Regions from separate parts of the Mus musculus genome. Here regions 2, 3, 4, 5 and 6 are each linked to region 1. The links are chromatin contacts, called in public HiChIP or PLAC-seq maps. All regions are on one chromosome and are shown on one strand. The core of a region is the stretch at or near the end of the contact, and the rest is flanking DNA. Distances in the headings are between cores, read along the strand shown.

The links. HiChIP or PLAC-seq counts read pairs in DNA pulled down with a chosen protein or histone mark.
Region 2: an H3K4me3 HiChIP or PLAC-seq map of pro-B cells shows a contact between it and region 1, with 3 times the contacts expected there. The contact joins the promoter of Zp3r here to the promoter of Mapkapk2 in region 1. A contact is called at or near these places in 1 of 39 promoter capture datasets (embryonic stem cells), 5 of 115 datasets of contacts at active chromatin or transcription factors (the SCID.adh cell line, embryonic stem cells, large pre-B cells and 2 more) and 1 of 9 other capture datasets (pancreatic islet).
Region 3: a contact with region 1 is called in an H3K27ac HiChIP or PLAC-seq map of T-cell acute lymphoblastic leukemia, with 3 times the contacts expected there. The contact joins the enhancer-like site here to the promoter of Mapkapk2 in region 1. A contact is called at or near these places in 9 of 39 promoter capture datasets (the 3T3-L1 cell line, the HPC-7 cell line, HPC-7-derived erythroid cells and 6 more), 1 of 15 datasets of contacts at CTCF or cohesin (the NIH/3T3 cell line), 3 of 484 Hi-C or Micro-C datasets (the G1E-ER4 cell line, embryonic stem cells and female germline stem cells), 14 of 115 datasets of contacts at active chromatin or transcription factors (the SCID.adh cell line, T-cell acute lymphoblastic leukemia, acute myeloid leukemia and 9 more) and 1 of 9 other capture datasets (liver).
Region 4: a contact with region 1 is called in an H3K27ac HiChIP or PLAC-seq map of microglia, with 4 times the contacts expected there. The contact joins the enhancer-like site here to the promoter of Mapkapk2 in region 1. A contact is called at or near these places in 1 of 39 promoter capture datasets (the C10 cell line), 4 of 115 datasets of contacts at active chromatin or transcription factors (bone marrow-derived macrophages, microglia, pancreatic cancer cells and 1 more) and 1 of 9 other capture datasets (liver).
Region 5: an H3K4me3 HiChIP or PLAC-seq map of embryonic stem cells shows a contact between it and region 1, with 15 read pairs. The contact joins the promoter of AA986860 here to the promoter of Mapkapk2 in region 1. A contact is called at or near these places in 10 of 39 promoter capture datasets (the 3T3-L1 cell line, 3T3-L1-derived adipocytes, the HPC-7 cell line and 5 more), 9 of 115 datasets of contacts at active chromatin or transcription factors (astrocytes, embryonic stem cells, extraembryonic endoderm stem cells and 4 more) and 1 of 9 other capture datasets (pancreatic islet).
Region 6: a FOXA1 HiChIP or PLAC-seq map of pancreatic cancer cells shows a contact between it and region 1. The contact joins the enhancer-like site here to the promoter of Mapkapk2 in region 1. A contact is called at or near these places in 3 of 39 promoter capture datasets (embryonic stem cells, liver and pre-B cells) and 6 of 115 datasets of contacts at active chromatin or transcription factors (differentiating embryonic stem cells, embryonic stem cells, extraembryonic endoderm stem cells and 3 more).

What each region holds. Positions count from the first base shown.
Region 1 is chr1:131,096,549-131,099,176 of GRCm38.p6, forward strand. Mapkapk2 (MAP kinase-activated protein kinase 2) reads right to left here and starts at 1,295. Exons shown (of 10, transcript NM_008551.2): 1 at 741-1,295. The coding sequence starts at 977.
Region 2 is chr1:130,628,313-130,630,940 of GRCm38.p6, forward strand. It overlaps Zp3r (zona pellucida 3 receptor), which reads right to left and starts at 1,294. Exons shown (of 12, transcript NM_009581.2): 1 at 1,224-1,294.
Region 3 is chr1:131,554,032-131,556,659 of GRCm38.p6, forward strand. No RefSeq gene overlaps it. Among named protein-coding and RNA genes, the nearest start is that of Fam72a, 27 kb to the left of the region's middle. Within about 2 kb of position 1,315, at least 66 of the 459 cell types and tissues checked have an H3K27ac peak or open chromatin away from gene starts, as enhancers often do. A contact at or near this core is called in the SCID.adh cell line, T-cell acute lymphoblastic leukemia, bone marrow-derived macrophages and 4 more, where this site is marked.
Region 4 is chr1:131,472,543-131,475,170 of GRCm38.p6, forward strand. All of the region lies in intron 2 of Srgap2 (SLIT-ROBO Rho GTPase activating protein 2), which reads right to left. Among named protein-coding and RNA genes, the nearest start is that of Srgap2, 54 kb to the right of the region's middle. Within about 2 kb of position 1,314, at least 40 of the 459 cell types and tissues checked have an H3K27ac peak or open chromatin away from gene starts, as enhancers often do. A contact at or near this core is called in bone marrow-derived macrophages and microglia, where this site is marked.
Region 5 is chr1:130,730,651-130,733,278 of GRCm38.p6, forward strand. It overlaps AA986860 (expressed sequence AA986860), which reads left to right and starts at 1,326. Exons shown (of 4, transcript NM_177604.3): 1 at 1,326-1,573.
Region 6 is chr1:130,769,399-130,772,026 of GRCm38.p6, forward strand. The region is part of intron 2 of Gm28856 (predicted gene 28856); the gene reads left to right. Among named protein-coding and RNA genes, the nearest start is that of Gm28856, 4.3 kb to the left of the region's middle. Within about 2 kb of position 1,328, at least 43 of the 459 cell types and tissues checked have an H3K27ac peak or open chromatin away from gene starts, as enhancers often do. A contact at or near this core is called in pancreatic cancer cells, where this site is marked.

The sequences.
Region 1 (2,628 bases), core at 45-2,544:
TTGAGAGAAGAAAACTTTGCAGTGACCCTGAATGACAGCCTTCCCTGCTTCACTTGGACCTTTTGAAATCCCCATTCTCCACTACCACCGACAGAAGCAGAGACGGGTAGACCCACAGAGATTAAGAGTGGGTTTCCCAAATGCAGGAATAGTATTTCCTGCCTTTGAGTCTCCGGCTACCAGGGACCAGTGTACCAGCACTAGGCCAAGCCTGGCTTACAGACAAGGTTTCCTACGGTGGAGGGAGCAATGGAAACAGCCCGGCGCAAGCCTAAGGGGCAGCGCAGGCCAGGCGCTGGCGGTTCCAGACGATCGCGGGGCACGGAGGCGGGGTCCCCAGTCTCCAGTGCCGCGCCGCTCCGCGCCGACGCGCCCCACCGCTGCGCGCCGACCTCGCGAGGCCGAGGAGAGCGAAGTCACATTCCGGCTCCCAAATAAGGAGTAGGGTTAAGGAAACCTCAGAGAGCGAACTTCTCCAAACCGACCGACCAACCAGCTCAATGAGTAAAGGGCCTTTTGTGCCCGCAGAAAGGAAGGAGGGAGGGAGGACGAGGCCACCGTGTCCTCGGCGCCGGGTAAAGCGAGCAGAGGCCGTCCGGGTCCCAAGAGTGGCCACCAGGCTGGATCCCACTCACACCCCAACATGGCAGTCCCCGTGAGTCCTCTCGGGTGCCGGCCACTCGCGGGGTGACCGGAAGCTGCACCGGATCTCAGCGCGATCCCGGGCGGCCCAGACTTACCTTTAGGGCGAATTTTTGCTGGGTTCTCTTGTCGAAGATCCGCAGCACCTTCCCGTTGATGCCCAGGCCAAGCACTTGGCTGGTGACCTTGTAGTCGTCGGTGATGGCGTTCTTTCGGATCTGCAGGCCCGACTTGACGTGGAACTGGGGGAACGGCGGCGGCGGCTGGGCCGGGGCTGGCGGTGGAGGGCTGGGGAAAGGCGCCGGCGGAGTCTGGCCCGGAGAGCCCGACAGCATGGTGCCCGGCGACTCGCGCGCAGAGGCAGGGGCCGCGGCCGCCCCCTCCTCCGGCTCGGGCCCGGGTCCCCGCCACGCCCCGCCCGGCGGCGAAGTTTGCTCCGGGCTGGAGCCGGCTGCCCCGCCCCGGCCCGGCTCCAGGCTCGGCTGGTCGCGGGGCCCCGTGGGTCCCGCTGTGCGCCGCGGGCGCCCACCAGCCCTGCTCCCTCCCCCCGGAGACGTGCGCTCCGGGGAACGCGGGACGGCAGGGCCCGGCCGGAGGAATCGCCGCGCCGAGAAGTACCAGCCCGGGGGCGGCGGCCGCGTCACAGGCTGCTCGGCGTCCTGGGCTAGTCCTTAAAGGGGAGGATCGAGGGTGGGGCTTGACTGGGAGGCGTGGACATGGGGGAGGGGTGGGCCTTAAAGGGGAGGAAGTCCAGTGGCGGGAGAGCTTAGGGACTGCGAGCAAGCGGGCTTGTGGAGGGCATCGAGACATCCTAGTTCTTAACCCGGGCCGGGCAGAGGGGAAAGGGAGGAGGGCAAAAGAAAAGCTGCTGGATAGTTCAAACAAAACCCTCACTCCTCCAGCTGCTTGGATCTAGAAGACAGGTCATCGGAGAATTGGAGGAGATGTATTTTGAAAGAAACGGATAATTGATAAGAATCTTTCTACGTGGACTCTGTGGGTGGGGGGTGAGGGGTACCCGAGCAGAGCGAGAATCCGGGGGCCAGGACTGGGGGAATAAGAGAGACTATTCATCCTAGGATCAGGTGTCAGGCAATAGTAACAATTTCCTTAACATACTTGTGAGTTTTACTTTTTTTTTCTCTCATGGACTTACTGGTTTTCACTGAGAAGAATGTACTACTGTGATACCACGAACAATTTAATTATTATGAATTCGAACATATTTTTATATAAACCCAAAATGACCCAAGATGGAATGGGGCACTCTAGCCACCTGTTATCCCGGCTATATGCAGGAGACTGAAGCAGGAGGATAACAAGTCACAGGGCCAGCCTGAACAACAAAGACAGACTCTGTCTTAAAATACCCACAAACTTCATGTCTCTCTGGGAGGTACACTTATACATTTGTGTTCTTAATTCATTGCGATTATAGAGCAAGGGGAAGGGCTGGGAAATGGTTCTAGAGTTGGGGAAATGGTCCCTGCGGCCATAGCCAATAAGTAGTCCTGAAGCAACCTAGTTCTAGTACAAATCTCTGGGCCTAACTGGCCTGTAGCACTGCTGAGATCCACAAGGGTTTGACTGTTACAGCAGTTAAGAAATGAGACAAAGGAACAAGATAGATACAAAGCTCTGGTTTACTTACTAATACAGACAAATTAAAGATGAGACCTGACCCATGGTCACACAAAGTCTTTAATATGTCCCAACAAAACTCTGGAGACGAGACAGTGCCCTGAGAAAAGGGCGTTGGAGACATAGCCCAGGATGGCAAGACTCATTTGCTGTTCCCTGTTTAGATTTCCGGAAGATACTTGTTCCAAGGAAGACAGAGATGAACAGGTGGAGGACTGTAGGCCCCCTCTTGAGATCCAACTCACTATGGATCAAGGAGACAAGCGCTTTTTCAGTGCTCAATACTTCTCGCTCATCCCTGTGGTGATAATTCTAACTGGGGGGGGGGGGGGGGGGAGGGGGATA
Region 2 (2,628 bases), core at 44-2,543, 470 kb before region 1:
AGCATGGCTTGGCCTAATCTACATTAAACATACTCAGAACACTTAGGCTACATTCAGACAAAGCCGTCTATAAAGCCTACCGTGTACTAAAATGCTAAAAATCATACACACACAAAGAGGGGGCATTCTGTAGACACTACGGGATGGACACCATAAAACTCACCATCCCAAACCCCACTGGTAGCACATTCCCTCCCAAACCATCAGTCAGTTCCCCTCCCGATGCCATGCTTGACTGGGAGCTGCAAGTTCCCACCACTGCTCAGTCTCATGGGAGGCTGCCGCACTGGGTATTGCTAATCCAAGAGAAGACCAAACTTCAAAAGTCAAAGTATGCTTTCTGTGACATGCACATCTGACAGTTCTGAAAATTATACATCAATCTGTCATCTTAGAGATCATCTATATTATAAACAATATAGATGCCAGCAGTTCGCGTAAGTCCGTTCTTTGGAGAAATGTGCATTCAAACAGATTCATTTTTAAATTCAATTTACCACCTTTTGTTGTTAACCTGTGAAAGTTATTTCTTTACCTTTCCTGTATTTATGGAGAAAGGCTGCCCCGCTAAAGTCACAGTAGCTCATTGTGTCCTTAAATGTCCTGTCTTCTAGCCTCTATTTCCCAAGTGCTGGAATTATAGGTGGCAGACACCAGGCCCAGTTTCCCATTCATCCTTAACAGGATCTCACTAGGCACACGAGTATTTTTTATTTAATTCTAATGTAGTCCAACTTTTCTCTTTTTCTTGTTGCTGCCTACTCAAGACCTAAAGATTCACTCCTGTGGCTTCTCATAGAAGCTTTATGGTCTGGCTTTTACATATAGATCCAAAGTCTTTTTTGTTGTTGTTGTTTTGTTTTGTTTTTTAGCAAGGGCACAATGCCAATTCTAGAAAAGTAAGGGACAGAAGATACAATGAAGACTTTCTGTGTGGCTAGCTCCAGTCTCCCCTGTGCTGTGAGTTTCCTGTGTCCCACTCTCCAGCCCTTTTGCCTCATTGGGTAGCTAGTATCATTTGCCATTTTCACTCTCATACAGGGAGTAGATAAACCAACACATTTGCCTTCAGAATCAGAAAAAAATGGTAGCACTCATTTCTAATCTACTAGGCACCTTCTTTCCTTGTTGGTCATTACCTTTTCCCTAATTTTGTACTCATCAAGGTGATAAACCTCTAGCCTTTTCCCTGAGGTAGTCTGAGTGTTTAGGAAATGACTGACCTGTAGGTATCTGAATAAGACGTAGGAAGACTCTAGTGTTGCCTTGGGTTTTTCGCCCCTCTCAGAATGAAGTATCTTTGGTTACTGACATTCTTTGCCCCTCCCTGGAACAGAATTACCACAACATTCTTTCCTTTCAGGCAAATGTTCTGATCAAAATCTGAAGTTCCAGTGGTGTGGTTGGTTGTTGGTAGAGCAAGTGGGGATGAGTTCAGATAGGAATGGAGTCAGTCATAGTTCTTGTATAGGATTAACTGCAGATCCTTACTCTCAGCCTACCTTCAAATGTGATAACATATACTAGTGTTTGGTTTTGTCCTGCCTGCCTGTGAGGCAACTGGGAGGATGTTTCTACTGCTGTAACCACAGTCTTCTCACTTGTGGATTCTGCAGATGCCAGTGGTTGGCTGGTAGATTGTGTAGGTAGAGACAAAGTGGTTTTATCTGTACTGAACATGTACAAACTATCTTCTACATTATTTCCTAAGCAACACCATGTAAAAAGAATTTTCATAGTATTTACATCTTGTATATATTATAATTACTATAGAAATTATATAGAATAAACACAAGGAAGTGTGATAGTAATCCATAAACACTGTTGGATGAGGACGGAAAAAAAAAAAAACCAACTCAGCTCTGTCTTCAAAGGCAGTAAGAGATCATTTATTCTAGAGCCAAATATTAGTGACCATGACCAAGGAACACAGGATCAGCTTTTACCAACCTCATGTTTCAGTGTGACCATGGTTTCATGAAAATTTTATAGCCACAGAAACAAGGAAGTCATAAACAAACACTTTTCAAATTTTTGCTACAAATACAGTGGGTTACAGCAAAGCAGGAAACTGCTGCTGTGGCCCTCAGATGATATCCGAGGACATTCTTGTCTTCTAGGTTGATGCAATCCAGTGATCTGTTAAGTTAATATACCCCAAAAGGTTTCACACAACAATTACAAGGATGTTAGATGAAATATAAAAGTGGGCAAGGGATCGTTATGCAGGAAGCTAAAGATACGCCTTGCTCCAGATTGTCACCAGTCTCTGGACCTGCAGTGTCCCAACCTCTCTGTGATCACTGCCGTTCTCACCAGACTCCATGGATTGTTTAATGTCTTTCCAGGAACTTTAGTCACATGGTCCATTAGAATCTACTAAATTTAAACCAAATCCTAATCTACTGATGTAGGCTTAGATTTTTCAAACCCTAAATACTTTTATCTCTCTTATAGCCCACTACACACCAGGAAAGGTTAATAGGACAAGGCAGGATGTGGACCTGTTTAGAAATAAGTTTTGGGGCAATTCCAGATTTTATTGTCAAGATATCAGCAGTTTAGGTCACACAAATCAGCAGTGGTAGCTTGATCCACTCATAAACACCATTTATGAATCAACAATGG
Region 3 (2,628 bases), core at 65-2,564, 460 kb after region 1:
CTATAATCAAATGTTCAACTATCTACAGTGTCTTTTTACAAAGGGGATATCCATGGTTTACAGGCACATTGTATTGAAAAGAAAACTGCAAGAGCAATTTTATACAATTACCATTCTCGAGAAACTGAATCATTACAATAGTAATTACAAGTTGAAAATGGTTTTTACTATAACATCGTTGATCCTCCGATCTGAGACCTTTGGCAATGGTGGGGACTGGGATCCCATTGTGCAATGGTTGCACAGGCTGCACTGCAGGGATGCTCTAGTGACTCTGTCTTGTTCTCCTTGTAGTCGAAGGGAGGGATATTCCCTCCTACTCAGACCCTTCCCAGCACAACACCACTATTAACTTCTGTTCTCAGAGACTTCCCAATGTTGTGTAATAAGCAAAGTTGTTCATTGAAAATATCTGGTGTGGGAATAGAAGGCAGTGGAGACATTTGTCGTTGTATCAAAAGCAAAACATGACACAGCTAAGCTTTGAGATAAAATGTCATCTTACCAGGAAAACAAAATGACACGAATTCCATGTTCACTATGGACTGACATTTTTATAGCCTTCGTTAGATTATCCTGACTTAATTTTTGTAGGTATAGAAAAGAAACTGAGGGACCATAGCAAGTAAGAGAGAGAAGCCAGGCCTATGATCTATCTTTATAAGAAAACGTACATTCTATAAATTTCACCCATTTCAAATGTAGAACTCAATGATTCTTAGCATACTTAGAGAATTTTACAACCCCTAACATAGTCAAATTTCAGGATCTTTCCATCCTGTCAAGAAAGTAGGTCTTCATTAGAAGCTCTGCCACAGTTACCACCTCCCCATGCCCTGGACAACCACTAATCTCTTTCTGTCTCTAGATTTGCCTCTTCTGAACTTTTCTTCCAGTGGCACCATGCATTTTGTAGTCTCCTGCGACAACCTCCTTTGACTTAGCATTCTGTTGTTTCTCTTTATTGTCTGCAGTCTCCTAAAAATCAGTCCTTCCTCCAGCTCCGCTTGCCCAGAGCCCCTTTCCTGCTGAGCCAGCTTCATCCTGTGACCTGAGCAAAGCTGGGGAGGGGCCACTCAGAGCCTGGGACCATTGCTTTCTCCTGGAAGGACAAGGCTCTGCAGATGGCAGACAGTGAATGACATCAGGCTCTGCAGTGACTGGAGCTCGTGGCACCAGCTCTTCATTGTTCTATTTTTATTCTCGTGTTAAGATTTTTCAGAGGGAAGGCTTTACTCAAAAACTGCTTCTCTCTCTAGCTGCTCCTACAACCCCAGGCTGGACTCTGCTGCCACCTGCTGTCCTTTAGCCAGACACTGAACAGGAATAGAGAAGGCTTTGTTCCCGGTGATACAGTTACGTATTGAGTTCTATTCTTGTGCGTGCGTGCGTGCGTGCGTGCGTGCGTGCGTGCGTCTGTCTGTCTGTCTGTCTGTCTGCCTGCCTGCCTGCCTCTGTCTGTCTGTGTGTCTCTCTATATATACATAACATATATATGTATACATATGCCTCTGTTTCTCTATATATACATATATATATTTATATATACATATATAATATATGTCTGTGTGTAAGTCTGTCTCTCCCTGTGTCTGTGTTTATCTCTGTGTGTCTGTGTATGTGTCTGTGTGTAGGTCTGTCTGTCTCTATTTGTCTCTTTCTGTCTCTGTCTGTGTGTCTGTCTCTGTGTGTGTCTCTGTATGTGTTTGTGTGTAGGTCTGTCTCTGTCTCTCTCTGTATCTCTGTCTGTCTCTCTGTGTGTCTGTCTCTCTGTATGTCTGTGTATGTGTTTGTGTGTAGGTCTGTCTCTCTTTGTCTCTCTCTGTGTCTCTGTCTCTCTCACACACACACACAAAGTTTCAATACATGTATATAGTGATATCTTTCTATGAAAAATTAGTTGTGGTGGTTTGAATAGCTATGGCCCCATAGACTCATGTGTTTGAGTGCTTGACCTGTCTTTGGGTTTCCATTTCTGTGAAGACACCATGACCATGGCAACTCTTATAAAGGACAACATTTAATTGGTACTGACTTATGGGTTCTGATATTCAGTCCATAATCGTCATAGCAGGAAGCACAGCAGCATCCAGGCAGACATGATGCTGGAGTAACTGAGAGTTCTATATCTTCATCCATAGGAAGCCAGGAGCAGACTGTCTTCTAAGCAGCTAGGATGAGAATCTCAAAACCCACCCCAACAAGGACGCTCTTACTCCAGCAAAGCAATATCTCCAAATAGTGCCACTCCCTGGGTCAAACATATTCAAACCACTACAAGCCATTAGAAAATGTGGCCTTGGAGGAATTGTGTCACTGTGGAGGCAGGCTTTGAAGTCTCCTATGCTCAAGCTGTACCCAGCATGGTACAGTCTCCTTCTGCTGCCTGTGGATTCTAAGGGGTCTCATAGATGTGGAAGGTGGTAGTGTAGCAGTAGATCTACCTAATCTAGGCGCACAGAATGTATTCATATTAATTGAGTCGTGTTTTCATTGCCAGGGCATATTAGGGATGGAGAGAATTACTGCAACAATTACTACAAGATATAGCACTCTCAGCTGCTCCAGCACCAAGTCGGCCTGCACACTGACATGTTTCCCTCCGCATCTCTCCTCTGAGTCATGGAG
Region 4 (2,628 bases), core at 64-2,563, 380 kb after region 1:
AAAACAAAAAGAAAAAAAAGGAGAAAAGCAGGACTAAACTCTAAGATATTTTAACACAGAAAATAAGAATTGGTGAGGATTTAACTGCCTCACTATTTATGTTGTAAGTTGCCTTTACCTCAAAAGGATCAGGGAATTCGCCATGGGTTAAAAGAAGGTAAGTCAGAATCTAGCACAATTCCAGCCACCAAAACCATCAGACGACTTCTAATCCTGACAGCTCCTCTAGCTTCTCTATAAGAAAATCTATAGGAACCAAAACTCAGCTACTCAAGGATTGACTTCTCTCTATCAAAAGATTCCACAAGTGACTGAGACTCATATGTGAGAATCACCCAAAAAATAACCTTACAAAGTCAGGAGATATAAAATAGATACCCAACCTAAACAAGAAACCGTCTACAGACAATCTCCTGGTTCCTAATTTTATGAGTTTTGTTTCACTAGGTATCTTTTTTTTTTCTTCAGACACACCAGAAGAGGGTCTCATAACACATGGTTGTGAGCCACCATGTGGTTGCTGGAATTTGAACTCAGGACCTTCGGAAGAGCAGTCAATGCTCTTAACCACTGAGCCATCTCTCTAGCCCTTTACTGAGTATCTTAAAGCATAGCCTTAAATCTTTCTGCTCTGTATTTTGGTTAGAAAAACTAAGTTAAAATGGGCTTTGTAATTAAAGCAAAATGAATCTTTCTAGGTGGCACAGCTACACTGGAACTTCACTTGTTTCAAAATATGTATCTGTCAAGTTCAGAACCTTTGCTTGGATAAAACTCATGTAGTAGAAGCATGGGTATAAAGATGATTGCAAGTATAATACGCTATAGAGAGAATTAGAGACGGTATCTCCTTCATGAATGATCAAAGTGTCTTCTAAATCAAATGAGGATACCCTGTATCACAAACCAGATAGCAAGTAGTTAAATAAACTTGTCTTTTTATTAATCTCACTCCAATTACACTTTGGTCAATTTAAAAGCACACTCCTACCAATGTTTGCTTTTTTTTTTTTTCCTTTTTAAACAGTCTGTGCTCACATCATCATTTAAAACAAAAGACCTTACATGCTTACAAAAAGAATGGAGATGGGCCAGCTTCAGGACACATGCTACTTGGGGAGGAATGACTGTCTCTAAGAAATAGCTCTATACCTCTCTGACAACCCCACAATAAGCTAGCTATACACAAATGCCTGAAATAATGAAGTTTATCAAGAAAATGAACAGTTGGCAAAATCAAGGCTTCTAGTCCAAAGGACTAGGCTTGCAGCTGGTTTGGCCAGTCATCAAAAAATCTGAATTTAAATGGCAGACACATTCACTGTGGCCTGTAACAAAACAACTGGGGTGTCAAAGGCTCATTTCCTTTACACCCTATACATCTCCTGCCAATAAAAAGAGGAAGCATGTTTTGGTGTTCATAGCACATCTTGGGTAGTTTCTATTCTCATCAGTCAGTCTCTGGGATTTTCCACATATTACTGAGTCATTACCCATCTATACTGACCTATAATGTGCAGAGAAAGGCTCCTGTTTAGAGTCTGGAGAAAAAAATGTCAATCTCAAAGTTCAAGAACTCCCACCGCTAGGGAAACAAATGTAAGAAAGACTATGAACGCAGATGTGAGAAGCCTACTTTCAGACTGACCCTCAGCCAGCTTAATGACTTTGGACAGTTCACTTATCTTCTCACATAGACAGCAAGGCAGAAAATGATCAAATGGTCTCTCAGTTCCTTTCTAATCCATCCTTTGACTTTTGATTAATAAATGATACTCCTAAAGCTAAAACTGGGACTTAAGTTAATAAATACCTTTTACATTAAGAAAATTCCTATTCTAAACAAATAGAGCTGTATTGTCCATACCGTCTCCAAACGCTATACTGCAACACTGGTCCAAGAGACTCCTTCTACAGAGGATACTGAATCAGTAATAGGCTGATGTATTCAATCAACAAATACCTACCAAGCACTTTGTAAGCATTAAAGACAGAGCAGAACAAAATCCTTTTCCCACAGGAACATTAGAGGACAGTGGGGAGTGGGGGAAAGTGATTTGAAATTAATCGAACAGAAAACAACAGGTCAGGGCTGGAGAGATGACTCAGCTGTTAAGAGCACTGACTACTCTTCCAGAGGTCCTTGAGTTCAATTCCCAGCAACCACATGGTGGCTCACAACCATCTGTAGTGGGATCCGATGTCCTCTTCTGGTGTGTACAGTGTACTCATATACATAAATAAATCTTAAAAAAAAAAAAACTAACTCTGATTTCCATTTAAAAAAAAAGAAAAAGAAAATACCAAGTCAGGGTACATTTTCTAGAGAACTGTCACAAAGGCTATTTAATAAGGTAACTTTCAAGTAGAGATTCAAGACAGCAGAGAAATGAACTATGAAAATGCTAGTGTGCTAGGAAGAAGAAGCTTCAGAGTCTCAAGGCAGGACTCTGCTAAGCATGCTTGGCAGATTAAGGGAAGCAACAGGAGTCCAGTGTTATGCAGCAGAGCACAAGGTGAAGAGTAAGAGAAAGCATGGTTGCGGAGGAAGAAGAGGAAGAATCTTGTATGCAAAAGCACAGGTAGACATGCACAGAGAATGAGGAGCTGAATTCCAGTTTTAGATTT
Region 5 (2,628 bases), core at 76-2,575, 370 kb before region 1:
ATCTCTGCTTCTTGACTAGGCATACAGTGTGACCAGCTGGCCGGAGCATCTACCACCAGGACCTCCCAGCACGGTGTGCCATTGAACTGAAACCCAAACAAGTCCTTCCTCCTTTACATTGCTTTCACCAGAGCATCCAGTCACAGAATCGGGAACAGTAACTGTGAAGCAAGCTGGGAGTGGACAATCTGGATTAAAATATCTGCTCTACTACTACTTGGGAAATATCAGGCATGTCATTTAACCTCCTGGTGAGGTGTGGGCTGTAAGAATTGGGCAATGCTTCTAAGTTGGAGCAAAAGTTAAATAAGACATAGAAATGCTTAAGGTAATAGCCAGCATACAGCAGGGGCTTAAACTGAGTGGTTCGTGCATGAGGTATTTTGGTTTGGTTTTTCTAATTTTTCTTTTCTTTTTGCTGCTGGCAAGTGATACACCTTTAAAAGTTGAAGGTTACTGGGGATGGCCTATATTCAGCCTATATTCAGGGAAATAGCAGAACTGCTGTCTGGCAAGTGGCCTCTGTACCTGGAGGTGATTTCTTCCAGGAAGCAGGAGGCTCCCTGACCTACTCTTTTCCATAAGCATGCCAGACATTTCCCCTCAAAAGAAGTACTTGCTAGACTGGTTGGCAGCTGACTTTATTTTTGTTTAATATCTATTGCCACCTTCTCGAAGCAGCCAAAAGGGACCAGAGACCCAAATGACAGAGTTCAAGTGCTATATCTCCTTTTTGGCTGATCAAGCTTTTTTTTTTTTTTTTAAATCCGGAAAATACCTCCTATAGGAGAGAGAGAGAGAGAGAGAGAGAGAGAGAGAGAGAGAGAGAGATTAGTTTTATTTCCCCAGAAACAAAAAAGCCAGGACAGTTGTCAGCAAGCTCTGGGGACTGGGTGACTCAGCTACATCCCTAACCTTGAGACCCTTGAAACCTCTTCTGGATATGAAACTGTCAATGACTGAGCAGTTAGAAAAGCTGGTTACAAAATTAGGCACCAGAATGGCAGGCAGTCTGGAGAATACTTTCAGCTTCAAGTGGAGGAAGGCTTGTCTAAACAACAAATCCGGTTCTCAGTGGGCCCATAGAGCGCAGCAGACTGATGCGTTCCTTTCAAGACGGAAAGTCGAGTCCCATTGATCTGCCTCCACCCTGCCAAACTCTCTTTACTCTCCTTCCACTCAGCTCAAACCAGCTCCAGCCTTCTACCACGCCTACCCTTTCTTTGTAGCAGTTCATTGGCTCTCTAAGTAAAGAGGGGGTGGGGTGGGGAGGCGGGGGCAGGAGGTGATTGACCAAGACAGAGAAGCACCTCCTGGCTGATTCCCCTCCTGAGTCCTCCCTGACTGAACAGCTGGAATGAGGAGTAGGGAGGGAAGCTAGGATTGGCTTAGAGTCAGTAGCAGGGTGTGTCCATGCAGCGCGGGTGAAGCTTTTACCTGTCTAGGTAAGTCAGGAGGAGGTCAAAGGAAGAAACCAGTAGGAGACACGGCCTGAGAGGCAAGCGGTCTCCATCTCTGCCCTCTGGAATAGAAGGGCATTACGTTCTTGTCTTCAGACCCCAACCCAGAGAAGGTGAGTCAATCACTAACCAACTATTGCTTATTCTGCAGCAAGGGAAAAGCTTTTAAGGGAAGGCAAAGCTATATATAGGGCTGTGCTGGGGAGTGCTGTAAGAGTGTCTGACCCTTTACACCGGACCTGGGGTTTTCAATCTCTGTTGATCAAATCTCTCCGTTAGCCTGAGATTTTCCAGAATTGGAATATTTTTATGGAGGACCGGGGGACATCTCTTCCGTTTCTTTATTTAACTTACATAATCATATTGAACAAACAGAAGCCAGACCCAGGCATGGTGGTATCCACCCATAATCATAGTACTCTGAAGATGGAGGATGGAAAGTTTGAAGCCAGGCTGCTGGGAAATACAGCAAGTTCCAGGCTAGCCTATCCTACCTGGAAAGACCTGACTCAAAAAAAAAAAAAAAAAAAAAAAAAAAACCAACAACAAAATCCACCTTTTCCTAGAATTTGGAAATTTCCATCTCTAGAGCACTAAGATGAAGTAGTGATTTTGAAAGGGATGGAGTGACTGGATAATTGGAGCACAGGGAGTCAAATGGAGGGGAGGGTCATGTGAGTGAGCCAGGTACCTTAGTTTTCCATTCCATTTGTAAAAGGAAATTCTCCATGGCTCAGTGTCTATCTTTATTTAAATAAGGGGTGCAGTGTGTGTGTTAGTTGATAATGGCGCACTCTGTGCAGATATGTAAAGTCTGAACCGAGCTAGATTATTTGCAAGGAGAATTGAGGCTTGGAAATATGGAGGAAACTCCAACTCCAGCTAGCATTTTATCTTTGGAAAACCCACAAATATTCTAACTCCGATCAAATTTACTCAGGGTCTACTAGCTAGTTAAATCTCTGATTTTACCTGTTGATCGATGTAGACCAAAAAAAAAAAAAAAGTTACTTGGCCATGCTGGGCCTCACCCACATTTTATTTCATCTCAACATACCAAACCTAGCCAGACTTCCAACTGGGGCTCAGGTCAGAGTGATGCGGCAGAGTCCATAGGAGTAGAGGCTTGGGTGGGGCTTATGCTTCGTGTTTCTTCAGATGTCCCTGT
Region 6 (2,628 bases), core at 78-2,577, 330 kb before region 1:
GAAAGAAAGAAAGAAAGAAAGAAAGAAAGAAAGAAAGAAAGGAGAGAGAGAAAGAGAAAGAAAGAAAAAAGAAAGGAGAGAGAAAGGAAGGAAGGAAGGAAGAAGAAAGAGAAAGAAAGAAAGAAAGAAAGAAAGAAAGAAAGAAAGAAAGAACGAGAGAGAGAAAGAAAGGAGAAAGAGGAAGAAGAAGGAAGGAGAGGAAGACAATGAAGAAACTCTGGCCCTGAAATGCCAAACTCTAGCATGAAGTATGTAGAAATTAAACAAATTAATTAAGAATCTATATAAAGATACAGCATGTTAGACACAAAGAGGTACCTGGTAAGTCTTTGCTGAATCTGAGTCCTAGATCCTTAACAGAACCCCTAAGTCACATATACACAGCAGTAGGGATGTTGCAGTGAGTAGAATGACAGTGAGCTTTGGTCTTCAAGGAGCCTTCGTTATATAGAACTATAGGCTTGACATCAAGTAAATAGCAGCTGCTTCTTACACTTGTGACAAATCAGTAAAGGTATATTGTAGAACACCTGGAGCACACATAAGGACCTAATGTGGGATGCAGAGTGTGGGTAGAGAGCTGTGAAAAAGACACGGGAACCATACATCCTACACAGGGACTGGAATAATACAAGTGGAAACAAAGAGTAGAAAGGGCCTGGAGGTAGGAGAGCTCTCCTAGGCAGTGAGAACAGCAGGCACACAGGTCTGAGGCAAGGCAACACAGGGTCCTTGCCAAGAACTTCAACTTGGCTTGCCTAACAATCAGGAGATGGAACAAAGTAAGGCCACTGTGGGCCTTGTTGGTCCTGCCTAGAATTTGGATATGATACACAGTGGGAGCCTACAGCCGGAGAAGTGACATGCAGGTGTGCTGTCTCAGAAGCTTAATTTGGCTGCTGGGTTATCTATATATGAAAGAGCAAGGGCAGATTCAAGAGAAGAGAACGGAGCTAAAGAAAACAGATGTCTGAGACATGCCCAGTAAAGGCTGTGCAGTATCCTTGGTCACTTGTCTGAGAGGTGGTATCAGGGACCTGTTCCTAGAGCAGCGGAGGCAGCCTCTAGGCCTGAGCCCAAATTCTTCTGGCACACGCAGGGCCACCCCACTGCCTCCTGTCTGACCCACTAGCTTCCTTCTGGTGGGACAGCTACTTAGAGTGAGGTAGAAAATGTAATGCCCACCCCTTTGAAGTATAGGCTAAGCCACAAACTGGTTGAACCTGTCCAGAGGTTGTTCTGAGGCAAAGACCCATCCTACCCAGCTCAAAGTGGCCTCACCACATTCCTGAGCCCACACTCACCCTCAGGAGGTGAGCGCCCATCTCCACCCTCTCTGCCCAGACAGTTGGCACCAGCCTAGCCTCCACTTACATAACCCAGTCCCGGGTATGGCTCCATTTCCCTGTCAGGGCTGGGCAGCTTCTGAAGGAGCGGTTAATAGGTAGGTCTCAGTTCCAGATGTGAAAATAAAAACCAGTTTCCAGTTCTACTGGTCCATACATCAGGACTCGTGAGCACATCCACACCACAGACACCCAGAATCAGATGAGGAACTGAAGTGGCCCTTTGCTGGGGTGAAGGGACTTTACTGTAGGCAAGACACACAGCCTCTCTGTCTGTTTTCTTTAACTGTGAGATGGGGAGATGACCAGCCCTGACATGGACATTTCATAAGAGAGAAGGAAGATGGAAGTGACCTTAAGTGCCTCAACAATAATTTCTGCCTCATGCTGTGTGATTCATTCATTTATTGGCATCAAAGCACTGAGGACTCACTCCTTGGCCAGAGCTCACAGAATAGTGCACATAGCTCCCCCCTGATAATGTATCCTCCTGTCCCCAACCCTAAGGCAGTCAGGGACAGGCAGAAGCTTGACTCTTAGTTGTGCTGCTTACATTAGGGACATTGCATGCTGGGATGGGGGAGCACCACCCTCCTTCAGCTGAGACATGATTACTCTAAAGCTCCACGTGACCGGAGCAGCAGGTATTTCTGAGGGATATGGGAGGACATAACCATCACCCAGGAAATGGCAGTTGCAACAGCCCAAAACTGGATTAAAACCAACGTCTAAAATTAAGATTCTTGGAAAGATTTGGTGCCCAGAAACCAGACAAACAAACAAACAAACAAACAAATAAGCAAGCAAGCCAAGGCGAGCTGGAGGACTGAGTAGTTACATGTACCCTTCGACTGCTGTGTTTTGTTTTTCATATTGTTTTGTTTTGTTCTTGGAGGGTGTCCTATTTACTATTATAGCATTACCATTGTCTGTGTCTGTGATGTGTGAATGGTATGCACATACACACACTCCTGCCAAGGCATGTTTATAGAGGCCAGAGGACAATTTTCAGGAAACTATTCTCTCTTCACACCTTATTTGTGCTGTGGTATATAGTCCAGGCTGGCTGGCCCATGAGCTTCTGACTATGTCTCTTGTTTCTGCCTCCGATCTCTGTATGAGAAAGCTAGCTTTACAGATGTGAGCCAATACACTCAGAAGGTTCCAGACAATGAACTCATGTCATCATGTCTGGGTGGCAAACACATTCACCTCCTGAGCCTTCTCCTTGACTCTGTTTTCTTTTGCTATTGTCATTGTTAGTATTGATTAACTGATTGAT